Regions from separate parts of the Mus musculus genome. Here all the other regions are linked to region 1. Evidence: chromatin contacts called from public promoter capture Hi-C data. All regions are on one chromosome and are shown on one strand. Each heading gives the region's core, a stretch centred on a gene start, on an enhancer-like site or on the middle of the called end of the contact. The rest is flanking DNA. Distances are from core to core; before and after follow the strand shown. Region 1 holds the start of Rapgef6 (Rap guanine nucleotide exchange factor (GEF) 6). Region 2 holds the start of Zcchc10 (zinc finger, CCHC domain containing 10). Region 3 overlaps Shroom1 (shroom family member 1).

The links. Promoter capture Hi-C pulls out the DNA fragments that hold promoters and counts their contacts.
Region 2: a contact with region 1 is called in a promoter capture Hi-C map of liver, with 4 times the contacts expected there. The contact joins the promoter of Zcchc10 here to the promoter of Rapgef6 in region 1. A contact is called at or near these places in 6 of 39 promoter capture datasets (the C10 cell line, hematopoietic stem and progenitor cells, hippocampal neurons and 2 more) and 1 of 9 other capture datasets (adipose tissue).
Region 3: a contact with region 1 is called in a promoter capture Hi-C map of liver, with 3 times the contacts expected there. The contact joins the enhancer-like site here to the promoter of Rapgef6 in region 1. A contact is called at or near these places in 3 of 39 promoter capture datasets (embryonic stem cells and liver) and 2 of 115 datasets of contacts at active chromatin or transcription factors (embryonic stem cells and pancreatic cancer cells).

Annotation. Positions count from the first base shown.
Region 1 is chr11:54,521,230-54,524,756 of GRCm38.p6, reverse strand. Rapgef6 (Rap guanine nucleotide exchange factor (GEF) 6) reads right to left here and starts at 1,912. Exons shown (of 29, transcript NM_001252494.1): 1 at 1,639-1,912. The coding sequence starts at 1,707.
Region 2 is chr11:53,322,676-53,326,202 of GRCm38.p6, reverse strand. Zcchc10 (zinc finger, CCHC domain containing 10) reads right to left here and starts at 1,514. Exons shown (of 4, transcript NM_026479.4): 1 at 1,462-1,514. The coding sequence starts at 1,502.
Region 3 is chr11:53,462,450-53,465,976 of GRCm38.p6, reverse strand. Shroom1 (shroom family member 1) reads right to left here. Exons shown (of 8, transcript NM_027917.3): 2 at 1,784-2,754; 3 at 1,647-1,702; 4 at 669-857; 5 at 1-481. The coding sequence starts at 2,722. Among named protein-coding and RNA genes, the nearest start is that of Shroom1, 7.0 kb to the right of the region's middle. Within about 2 kb of position 1,871, at least 36 of the 459 cell types and tissues checked have an H3K27ac peak or open chromatin away from gene starts, as enhancers often do. A contact at or near this core is called in liver, where this site is marked.

The DNA of each region.
Region 1 (3,527 bases), core at 663-3,162:
AACAGAACACTCTAATCACAGGGTCTTTGCAATGACCATTTCCTCCATTTGCATAAGCTTTCTTCCTCATAAAACTCTGCACATAATCCCATTCGTATGCATCAATAGAATGTTCATCAAGTCAGATCCTTGAGGGTCACTACCATCTTCATACAAGCAAAGTGCCGACAAGTTATGGTTCCAGGTTGCTGTGAGCTACACAGGGATACCCAGTTTCGTTCAACAAGCAAGTCAAGTTACCTAGGAAATAGCTTATTTTCCCTTTCCCCAATTCTCCTTATCCTATTATTGGAAATAGCCATTATTAGCTAGCATGTTGCATATTTATCACCTACCTTCTCAATTCCTTAATCCATCAGGATGTAAGAACTATAGGGACCTGTCTATTGTGCCCACTAAAATTTTCTAATGTACAAAATAGAGCCTTGAACAGGTTGGCAATGAATAATTACCAAATTAATATATTTATAACAGACTCTTAGGAGTCCACTACGAGAATCTTTTGACAGCAGAAACGAACTTGTGAGAATTTCATAGAACTCTTTGTCAAAATAAAGCATCACTAGCACTCTGGATAATGATTTATTAGTAACCTAAATTCTACACTCATTCAAAAATACAGCCAATGAATCCAAGCAGTTAATATTCCCTTCAACAATGTTGCTATTCCAGTAACACAAGATAAAAGTCCTCAACACAGCACACATGACCAAGCATAAGTTCCCCAACAGTTGAGAAAACGTCCTCTACTTAAAAAGACTCAATTTCAAACTAAGTAATTCGGTACCTGAAGAGAAACAAGGTTTTCCTTCATTACCTAAATAATGTTCGTAAATAAAACTTAAAATGCACATTACAATGGTAATCACCACAGAAAAGCTGATTCATAAATTATAAGTAGGAAAAAGTAGCCCCTGGAAAGGGGTGGGCAGGTGCCTTGTTACTATGCAAAGATCAAGGTTTCAGGAAGCAAGCTGGACACATCACAACTTCAATAATGGCTGTAACAAAGTCATGTCCCAGAGTGTTACCCAAAGTTTGAGACTTTCTATGCAAAGAACTCTAAGTATGAAACTCCCGTGACTAAAAATTAAAACATTTCATTTCAGTTACTGCAACTTCAAACAAGACGACTCATTGCATTTACATTGCTGTTGGGTTTTCCTTTTTTTTTTTTTTAATTTTGGTATAATACACATAGCCACTAAGATTATAGAAACGTCTTCAAACCAAGAAAACTTAACAAATAATCTTAAACTTCCCACGGAAAGTTTGAAAAAGCACCAGGGAACCACTCGACACGCATCACCCGCCACGGGACTTACTACTATCTGGCTGACGCAGAGTCTGATACGGACATTGGAAACCTGTCTTCTGGGGGCAATTGTGCAGTATCTGAGATGAACGCACAGCACACACTGGCTATGGTATGAACTGTCTCTTACACATCATTATTCCCAGCTTGTTTTTCAGCCCACCTGAGCACACACAAACTCAGAAGCCAGTCAACAGTAACGGTGCTTTCTTATCACAAGTACAAGGAAGTCCCCGGCAGGAAGCGGCAGGAAAGGTGCTCATCACCCTGCGCGGCTACGGCCAGGTCGGGGCCGAGCAGTGCTCGCCAGTGCCCGGCCTTACCTCAGGAGTCCGCTCGGGCGGCTTCTTCCTCAGTGCCTGCCGAGCGCCGGGGTCCACGGGCGAGTTCATGTCCGCAGCCACAGGCTCCCTAGCCTGCGTCTAGCTGCCCATTCTCCAGCTCCGGGTGTACGCCAGCCCCACCGGGAGGGAAATGAGAACTGTCGCAGGGTCCAAACTCAAGCAAACAAGTCTTCGCAACGCCCGCCCAGGGCCTCAGCCCACGCGCGACTGGCCAGAAAGACGCCTGCGCGGGGGCGAGACTGGCCGAGAACGCATGCGCATGCGCACGACGCGCACACTAACGCCCGCCTGGCCGTGACGTAGAGAGATGGGCGTGGAGGGGGCGGAGAATGAGCGGCTTGGCTTTTCTTCGCGAGACTCCGCCTCGGTTACAGGATTGTAGTTTCCGCATACCCAGCTTCCGGTTGAGGTTCCGGAAATGCTACGAGGGCGTCGCCAAAAATAGACTATCGGGTAGAGCTGTGGGTAAGATGCTTTGGTTTAGCGCTCGAGTCCGGAAACCGCGGGGCTCTTATGGCCCCGCGGAAATCGAGGCTGCCATTCAGCAAGCGGGGAAGCCCACGCACCGCTCCGCAAGCCACGGATCTCGGGGCAGTACTCGCGCACCTAGCCCACCGCAACCTTGTGGCGTATTCTACGCGACTTTAAAAAACAAAAACAAACCACGAAATCGATAGTGAAAGCTGCCTCAAAAAAAAAAAAAAAAAGAAGAAGAAAAAAAAAGAGAGAAAGAAAAAAGCGTTTTGAAGACTAGAGCTATAGTTCAGAGTAGCCTGCTGGTCTAGCGTGCACCAGATTGTCTTGGCTTCTGTGTGCAGAATTTTAGGATTTTCCTTTAAAGGGTTTAATGACCAAAAAGCCTCAGGTGGACTAAGGAACTCCTGATTCGAAAGTTGACAGATAACACCTGTGGGCTGTCAGAATCCTTGCCTTCTGAGAAGATCAGCATGCCAACTTGGTATTTATTTAGCACTTTGAGACTGTAGGGGAACCGACCCGCAGGTGAAATCTTATATCCCAGAGGTTTTTTCCCGTCCTATAGAACTTCAGGCCCTCTGCACCACCTGTGCAGCTTCCACTCCCGTGGAGAAACTGGTGTCACTTGTTCTGATTAAAGGACAGAACTTCTGTGGAGGTAGATCTGCCCTTTTATTTCCACTTGCCTCCATCCTAATCTAACAACCTTGACTAAAATCTGGGCAGTGAGAGTGAGTGGGTGGGGGCTGCTTTAACCTAAGCAGTGCTCAGAGCAAACCTCTCCACTCCGTTTTGTATTGAATTTTACATTCTAGTCTCTAACAAAATAAAGACAGCTTCAGTTTTGTTACTTGTCCTTTGGAACAAGAAAAGCTGCAAAAACTGATTGTTATTATTCCTGTTATGATAAAAGTAACCCTAGGTTTATTTTGGCCCCCAGATTGAGCCAGAAGTAACAGGAGCTGTCAATCAATGGACATGAGTGCTGGGAACTTAACTCAGGCCCTCTCCGAGGGCACTGCTTGCTCATAAACCACAGAGACATCTCTGCAGCCTATTGTTTAGGTTTTTTTTTTTTTAATGTTTCTATTGTGTGTGGCATGTACCTCTGTGCTCATGGAAACATCTTATAGGAGAGTGTTTTTTCTTTCACTATCTGGGTCCCGAGGAATGAAACCCAGATTATCTTGGTAGCAAGTGCCTTTTCCTGCCATGCCATGGCGACAGGGGTGTTAAGTAGCTGTTCATTTTGTCCACAGTCAGGTAATAGCACATGATGAATCCTCTTGCTTAGCTGGCCTTCTTATTCAGTCCAGTACCCCAGGCCCATGAGAAAGAAGAGTGGCTTTTTCCTAACTTCATTACCCCAATCTAGAAGCTTCTTCACAGAC
Region 2 (3,527 bases), core at 265-2,764, 1.2 Mb after region 1:
GATCAAAAGCACAATCCACCAACGTCAGGCCCAACACTCGGGTTTTAAACTCATAAACCACAGCTTAGGTCAAAAGCAAAGTGCGAAGCAATGCAGGTATTAGATGTATAAACTGTTTCCTTTCAGGTTCGTATTATGACTTTTGATAGGTCTGAGAAATACAACATGACATGCATGTCACACAGCCATGCAGAGTGGGTATGACATTACTGGAGGGTTTTAAGATGAAGTCTTATTATGTTGCCCAGGCTGGACTCAAATTCATGTTCAAGTAACTGGTCTCCGCCCCTTACATCGCTTACACCACTGAATGGGTAGTTATTGAGTTGGTTGGTTTTTTTTCTTTTCGGAGACAGGGTCTCCCTACACAGCTGAGGCTGGCCTGCAGTTTGCTCTTTAGATCAGGCTGGCTTTGACTCAGTGCTACTCCACCTGATTTTGCTTCTCCAGTGCTTGGATTAAAGGCATCTGCCACCAGGACTGATAGTTACTGAGATTCAAACTGGGCATGGTGGCACAAGCTTTTAATCCCAGCATACTGAAGGCAGTCAGATATCTTGAGTTCGAGGTCAGCCTGGTCTACAGAGTGAGTTCCAGGACAGCCAGGGCTACACAGACAAATCCTGTCTCTAAATCTGCCCAACCCACCCCCAAATTCTAACAGACTCATAGCAAATATACCATTTCCTATCTTTCCCCAAATCCTCTGCTGACTCAGTCCTTTCTATGGCTTTTAGTCTGTTTTCAAATGTCACCCCTCACAGATGAATTTCTAGAACTGACTTGAACTGGGCCTTTTGCCTTTCCTCACCACAGCCTCTTATCCCCTTTAAAGCTTAACTTTGTTTTGTTTTTAGAGAGACAGGGTTTCTCTGTGTAGCCTTGGCTGTCCTGGAACTCACTCTGTAGACCAGGCTGGCCCCGAATTCTGAAATCTGCTTACCTCTGCCTCCTGAATGCTTGGATGTACCATCACCATCCGGCTCCTACAAAGCTATTTAAACCACTAGCTGTACTTGTTTAGAGTATCAACAGGTTCCACAATAAAACTGTTAAGCTGCGTAGCTTGAATACATTTTTCTTCAGAGAAACTGTCTGTGAGTGATTGTACTAAAATAATTATTTACAGTGAGAGCTGCAGAAAGTGAAACGGTCGATGGGGAATTAATAGGCATTGCAGACAGGCTTGTTTCTAGAAAGGGCGATAGGAAGGAGGCAGGTACGCTGAAGAGGGAAAAGTTTGGGATCTTGAGAGGGAAGATGTGGGATCAAGCATCCAGGCTACCCTTGACATGTGGACCGGACAGAGGAACACAGACCACCCAACGACCAATTCTTGGATTCATTTCGAACTCTCTTCAAATCCCGCTCAGTTCAGCAGCCTGCGCCCGCTCACTAGCTAGCGGACAGGCGTCTGCACGCCCCCAGCCCTCCTGCACACCCCACAAGCATCTCACTTACGCTTTCCTTCGAGCTATGAGCCGATGCATGGGAGTCGCCATCTTGGAGCGGCTGGAGTCTGCCGCACGGGTTTTTGGGAAACTAGCACCGGTGGGCGGGTCCTTAGAAACCTCTGCGGTCCTGGGCGGGGCCAGACGGGCTCAATTCAGAAGAGGCTAATGGTGGCCACTAGCTGGTTTGTCTTTTCTAATGTGGGCTTGTGTGTTCAGTATGAATAGGGTCTTGAAGGGTGATCTCAAACCAGGGGTCTGTAATACATATGCAGTGGAATTTTGTAGTATTCAAAAAATCCTAAAAAAAAAAAATCCTGTAATCCAGGATTTTGGAGGCTGAGGCAAGAGGATTGCTATGTTTTTGAGGCCAACCTGGGAAAACTTATGGCCCTAGCTCAAAACCAAACCAAACAAAACCAAAAAGGCCAGGAAGTAATGGCCCACATCTTTAATTCCAACACTTGATGGGATTCACGGCCAGCCTCATCTACACAGGGAGTTTCAGGAAAACCAAGGCTGCACACACAAACTGTCTCAAAAAACAAAACACCAAAAACCCCAAGAAATTACAGGTGTCGTCATGATGACTGGATCATTCTGATTTTGTTGTTGTTTGGTTGGTTTTTTGTTTTGTTTTGGTTTTTTTTTTTTTGTTTTTGATTTTTCTTTCAAAGATCTGCGTAGAGGATTTTTTGGTCTTTTTTTGAGACAGGGTTTCTCTGTGTTGCCCTGGCTGTCCCGGAACTCACTCTGTAGACCAGGCTGGCCTCGAACTTGTAAATCTGCCTGCCTCTGCCTCCCAAGTGCTGGGATTAAAGGCATGCGCCACCACTGCCCGGCTGTGTAGAGGAATTTTAATCCAGCAACATGGCTGCTCTGGAAAGGAATCAATCATAAGTGATGGGAGTACAGACATGAGTTCCAGGCCAGCATGGTACAGAGAAAGTTTCAGGTAAAGAAATTTAGTTCCAGGTGTGGTGGCACATTCCTTTAATCCCAGCACTCAGGAGACACAGGCATGCAGATCTCTGAATTCTACTCAGTTTGGTTGAGTCTTAAGAGAGGAGGAGGGGTAAGGGGAGTGGAGAGGGAGACAGGACCAGACAGAAACACCATGTGTTTGCTTGGGATTGAACTCAGGACCTCTGGAAGAGTAGTCAGTGCTCTTAACCTCTGAGCCATCTCTCCAGGCCCCTCTTTTTTTTTTTTTTTTTTTTTAATTGTTAAAGATAACATCTTTAATTTTTCAGGCTGGCCAGAAACTTAGCTCAGGCTAGTCTAATTCCCAAGTTATGACACAAGTTTCTAAAATCAGGATTCAGGATGTAGAGAAAGGAGGACAAGGAGGTTAAGGCCAACCTGGGCTATATAGCAAATATGAGGCCAGCCTGGTCTCCAGAGTGAGTTCCAGGACAGCCAAGGCGACACAGAGAAACCCTGTCTTGAAAAAATTTTTTTTTATATCTACAAAACCAAATCACTCTTCATTAGTCCTCCTCCAGCCCATACCTGACTTATTGCGTTCAGGCATTTGTTTTCCCAGATAAAATCTTTTTAAAACTTCTAATTGATTCTTTGTGGATTTCACGTCATGCATCCCAGGCCTGCTCATCTCCCCATCCCCTCTTATCTGCCCGTCTTCCAACCTTCCCCCCTTCAGATGAATTTCCTGAGTGAAAGTTTGGGGCCTTGAGATGTAGCTCTGTGGTAGAGTTTTTACCCAGTATGTGTGTATTAGGTTCTCTAGAGTCACAGAACTCATGGGTAAGAGAATTTGATGACTTACAGTCTGTACTTCAACTCCCCAACATTGGTCCAAGGATCTAGCAGTAGTTCAGCCCCACGAGGCAAGAAGGTGAAGAAGATAGAATCTTCCTTCTTCCAGTGTTCTTATATAGTCTCCAGCAGAAGGTGTAGCCCAAATTAAAGGTGTGTGCCATCATGCCTGGATCTGGGACTTGCTTTGTCCCAGATGACCTTGAACTCAGAGATCTCCCTGACTTAATCTTCTGGGATTCATAGCCACTATGCCTCAAGATCTCCATGCCAAGTCAGAAACATGTATCTCCCAGC
Region 3 (3,527 bases), core at 622-3,121, 1.1 Mb after region 1:
CTCTTCGACAGGAAAAAGCCCATCCAGCAGGCCCTGCGGTGGCTCTGGACCGGGCTGGGCGGCAAGAGTACGGCTCAAAGAGGGATCCAGTCTGGCCAGCTCTTGAACCAGCGCCTCAAAATGCCGACTAGGCCAAGTAGTCTTGGAATCAAACTGGCCCCAAGTCAGGGAAGTGTGGTGAGGGGACCCTGGAGTCTCAGAGTCTGAAGGTCTCAAGACATCGACTGGGGGAGGCTTGAGGGGTTTTTTCTCTGTAGCTGCAGAGGGGTCAGTGGTCCCATTAGTGTCAAAGGTTGGGATGTCGTCATTTGTAGTCTCTGGAATGCTTGTGGGTCTGGAGAGATCCACAGAGCCGTTCACCGCTTGCCCACAGTCCTCTGTACCCGTGATCCCTGGAGTCTCATGGAGGGGTCTCTCTGCTGAAACTGCAATCTGACCAGCTTTTTTGCTTAAGTCGTTTTCATACTGCCGGTAGGAGGTGCTGGAAGTAGACGGGATACTGAATCAGAAAAGGCTCTGGTGCAGACAAGAGCTCAAGGTCTGGCTGCTTGCCGCCATCCCCCAACACCTGGGCATTACCTGAGAGAGTTCCCAGCCCTTTGGCATTTTTTAGATGTATATGTGTTAGGAGAGTGTCTCTCTGTGTTTGGACACAGGAAGGGATTCACCTGGTGGGGAGCCCTTGGGAATCTTGAGGTGACGGTGTTTTGGCTTCTCTCAGGAACACGTCATCTTCAGGGAGGGAGGGGCCCGGAGTAGACACCGAGGTCTCAGAGATTCTCCGACCACAGCCAGCCGGTTTGGTCTGGAGGGCCTCTCCAGGACACACTCCTGTGACCTCCTTCTGAGTCAAAGACCTAGAGGCAGGGAGCCTACAGTGACCAGGAAAGAGGCCCTTCCCACGGCCCCAGACAAACAGCAGAGCATGCAGTTTGCACAAGACTGTCGGAAGTCTCAGACTGAGGCACGTAGACTGTCCTGTAATGATTAGATCTTTGCCAACTTGAATGGATTTGGAATTACCTAGGAGACACACCTCTGACTGACTCTGAGGGGGTTTCCAGAGAGGTGCCACTGGGGAGGGAAGATGTATATGTGTGAGGAGAATGTCTGAGATTGTAATCTGACTGAATGTGGGCAGAGTCATCCCATGGACTGAAGTTTGAGGACTGAACAGAAGTGGAAAGGGCACTGAGCCCCAGCAGGAGTCCGTTTCCTGATGGAGGGTAACCAGAAGCCTCACACGCCCTGAATCCATGCCTTCCTGCCGGGATGGACTCCACTCTCTTCAACCGCGAGCCAAAATAAATATTTCTTCTTCAAGTCTCCATTCTTAAGAATTTGTTCACGGGGCTGGAGAGATGGCTCAGAGGTTTAGAGTACTGACTGCTCTTCCAGAGGTCCTGAGTTCAAATCCCAGCAACCACATAGTGGCTCACAACCATCTGTAATGGGATCCAAGTGCCCTCTTCTGGTGAGTCTGAAGATAGCTATAGTGTATGCATACACATAAAATAAATAAATAAATCTTCAAAAGAAAAAAAATTGTTCTCAACAATAGGAAAAGTAATGGATATGGGACCTGTGATTCCTTTTTAAATCAAGACCCGTGAAAGTTGACTCCAAGAGTGTCCCTTATCTCTCACCTGGAAAGCTTGGTGTGAAGCAGTGGTCTGCGGATGTCTGCTCTTTGAGGAACAGCCTAGAACAGGGAAACAGTGGTCTGAAACAGTCTCCCAGATGCCGCCCTCCCCCACCAGTCGACGTCCTTTATCTTCCATACCTGGACAGTGGCCACAGTCCTTTCTGAACCCTTGCAGGGACCCATGACCTCGCCTGAAACACTCTGACTCCGACCCGCAGGTCTATGGGCATTGCCAAGATCCGCTGGCCCGGAATTCAGCTCCGTTGAGCTTAGGGACTGAGTCTCCAGCAGCCCTTTGGACTTTGCGTGCATCCCACGCTGCAACTCCTGCGTGGAATAATCTTTTCTCAAGTCCTCACCAGTGGGCCCACCGCTCCAACCTACGCGATGTAATTTGCCTGGCTCAGAGAAGCAGCACTGCCGCTGCTGGCTGGAGAGACGCCCCCGGCCAGCAGCAGCTAGCGCTGGGACAGCGGTGCGCGCCGGCTCCTCTTCTCCCAGCTCCTGGCTGCTGGAGGCGGAGCGCACGTGCGCCGTGGGAAGTCGCGTGGGGACTGCGGGACGCAGGCGGCCCGGCAGGCTCATGCGAAACTCCTTTCGCTGGAAGGACGTCTCCCGCAGCACTCGTCGCTGTGCACCCTGCAACCGCTGGCGGTAGGCGTCCCGCGAGGCTGGCGGGCTGGGCGGCTCTGCGGTGTGAGCTGTAGCTTCAGCCTCCGCGGCCAGCGCGTACAGCAGTGGGGTGTCTTGTCTGTTTAGTGGTCCCGGGCTTCCCTGGACCTCTGGGGACCGTGGGTCACTGTGCCCAGCGACTGCCTGCACAGGTCGCTGAGTCGTTGAAAGGACAGCGTCCTTCGAGGTAGGAGATTGGCTGCCCCAAACCACTCGCACGTAGTCCCAGTCTAGGTAAGGGAGGCGCTCGGTGCCAGGGGACGGAGTGCGCGTCTCAGGATCACCAGACGCCGTGGAGAAAGAGCTGTAGGCAGAGTCGGCGCGCGTGGACAACCGTCGCAAGTCCAGGCTTTCAGTGGCTGAGGCCTGGGAGGTGCGGTCTCTCCCAGTACCCAGGGCCTCCATGCTTATACAGTTGGAAATTGGAGTTGGCAGACCTGGTGGTGGGGGCCGAAAAGAACAAAAAAACAAAAAAATCAAAACATAGATGGGTTGGTGAGTGAAGAGTTCAGGTAAGGGCTAGGACAACCTGCTGGCTCCTTTGCCGAGGAGAACTGGGGGCTTACACGTGCCCTCCCCGGTCACAGGGTTCCTAGCTCTGGCATCTTCTTTCTCATCAGAATGGTAGAGAAACTCTTGAGGTTGACACGGTCTGGGCAATAGGATGCGCGCAAGTCTGGGCGTTAGTTAGGAACCTTAGTTCTGACGTAGTAGATCCACTCCCTTGCCAGGGCTTCCCTAGTGGTACCTCTGCTCGGACACTCCTGCCGTGCTGAGACCAGGCACATGCTCAAACTCCAGTCCCACCCAGGCTGCTTCCTGGCCATTCTGTTAGCGTCTATGTTTGATCTTTTCCTGATAAACAATGATCAAGAACATTGAGATCACAGAGGAGCCCAGAAAAGGAATGCCAGAGGCAAGGCAGGAGCAGCGACAGCTTCTCAATTTGTCCACCCCCATTCTGTGCCCTTTATGGTCCAGGTGTGTAGCATAAATACTCATCTTAGTCCTCAACCCCCTAGGTGCCTTTTTTTTTTTTTTCAGATGAGAACCCCGCGGTTCTGAGGAGGAAGTGACCCGGCCCAGAGACACACACAGGTCGTAAGTGGCAGAGCCCTGCCTAGAATCGAGGCATGTCTCCAAGTTCACTGCAGCCAAAATTAATTTCCTAGAGGCAAACCCTGGCCAAAGCCCTTGCCATGGTCCCTCT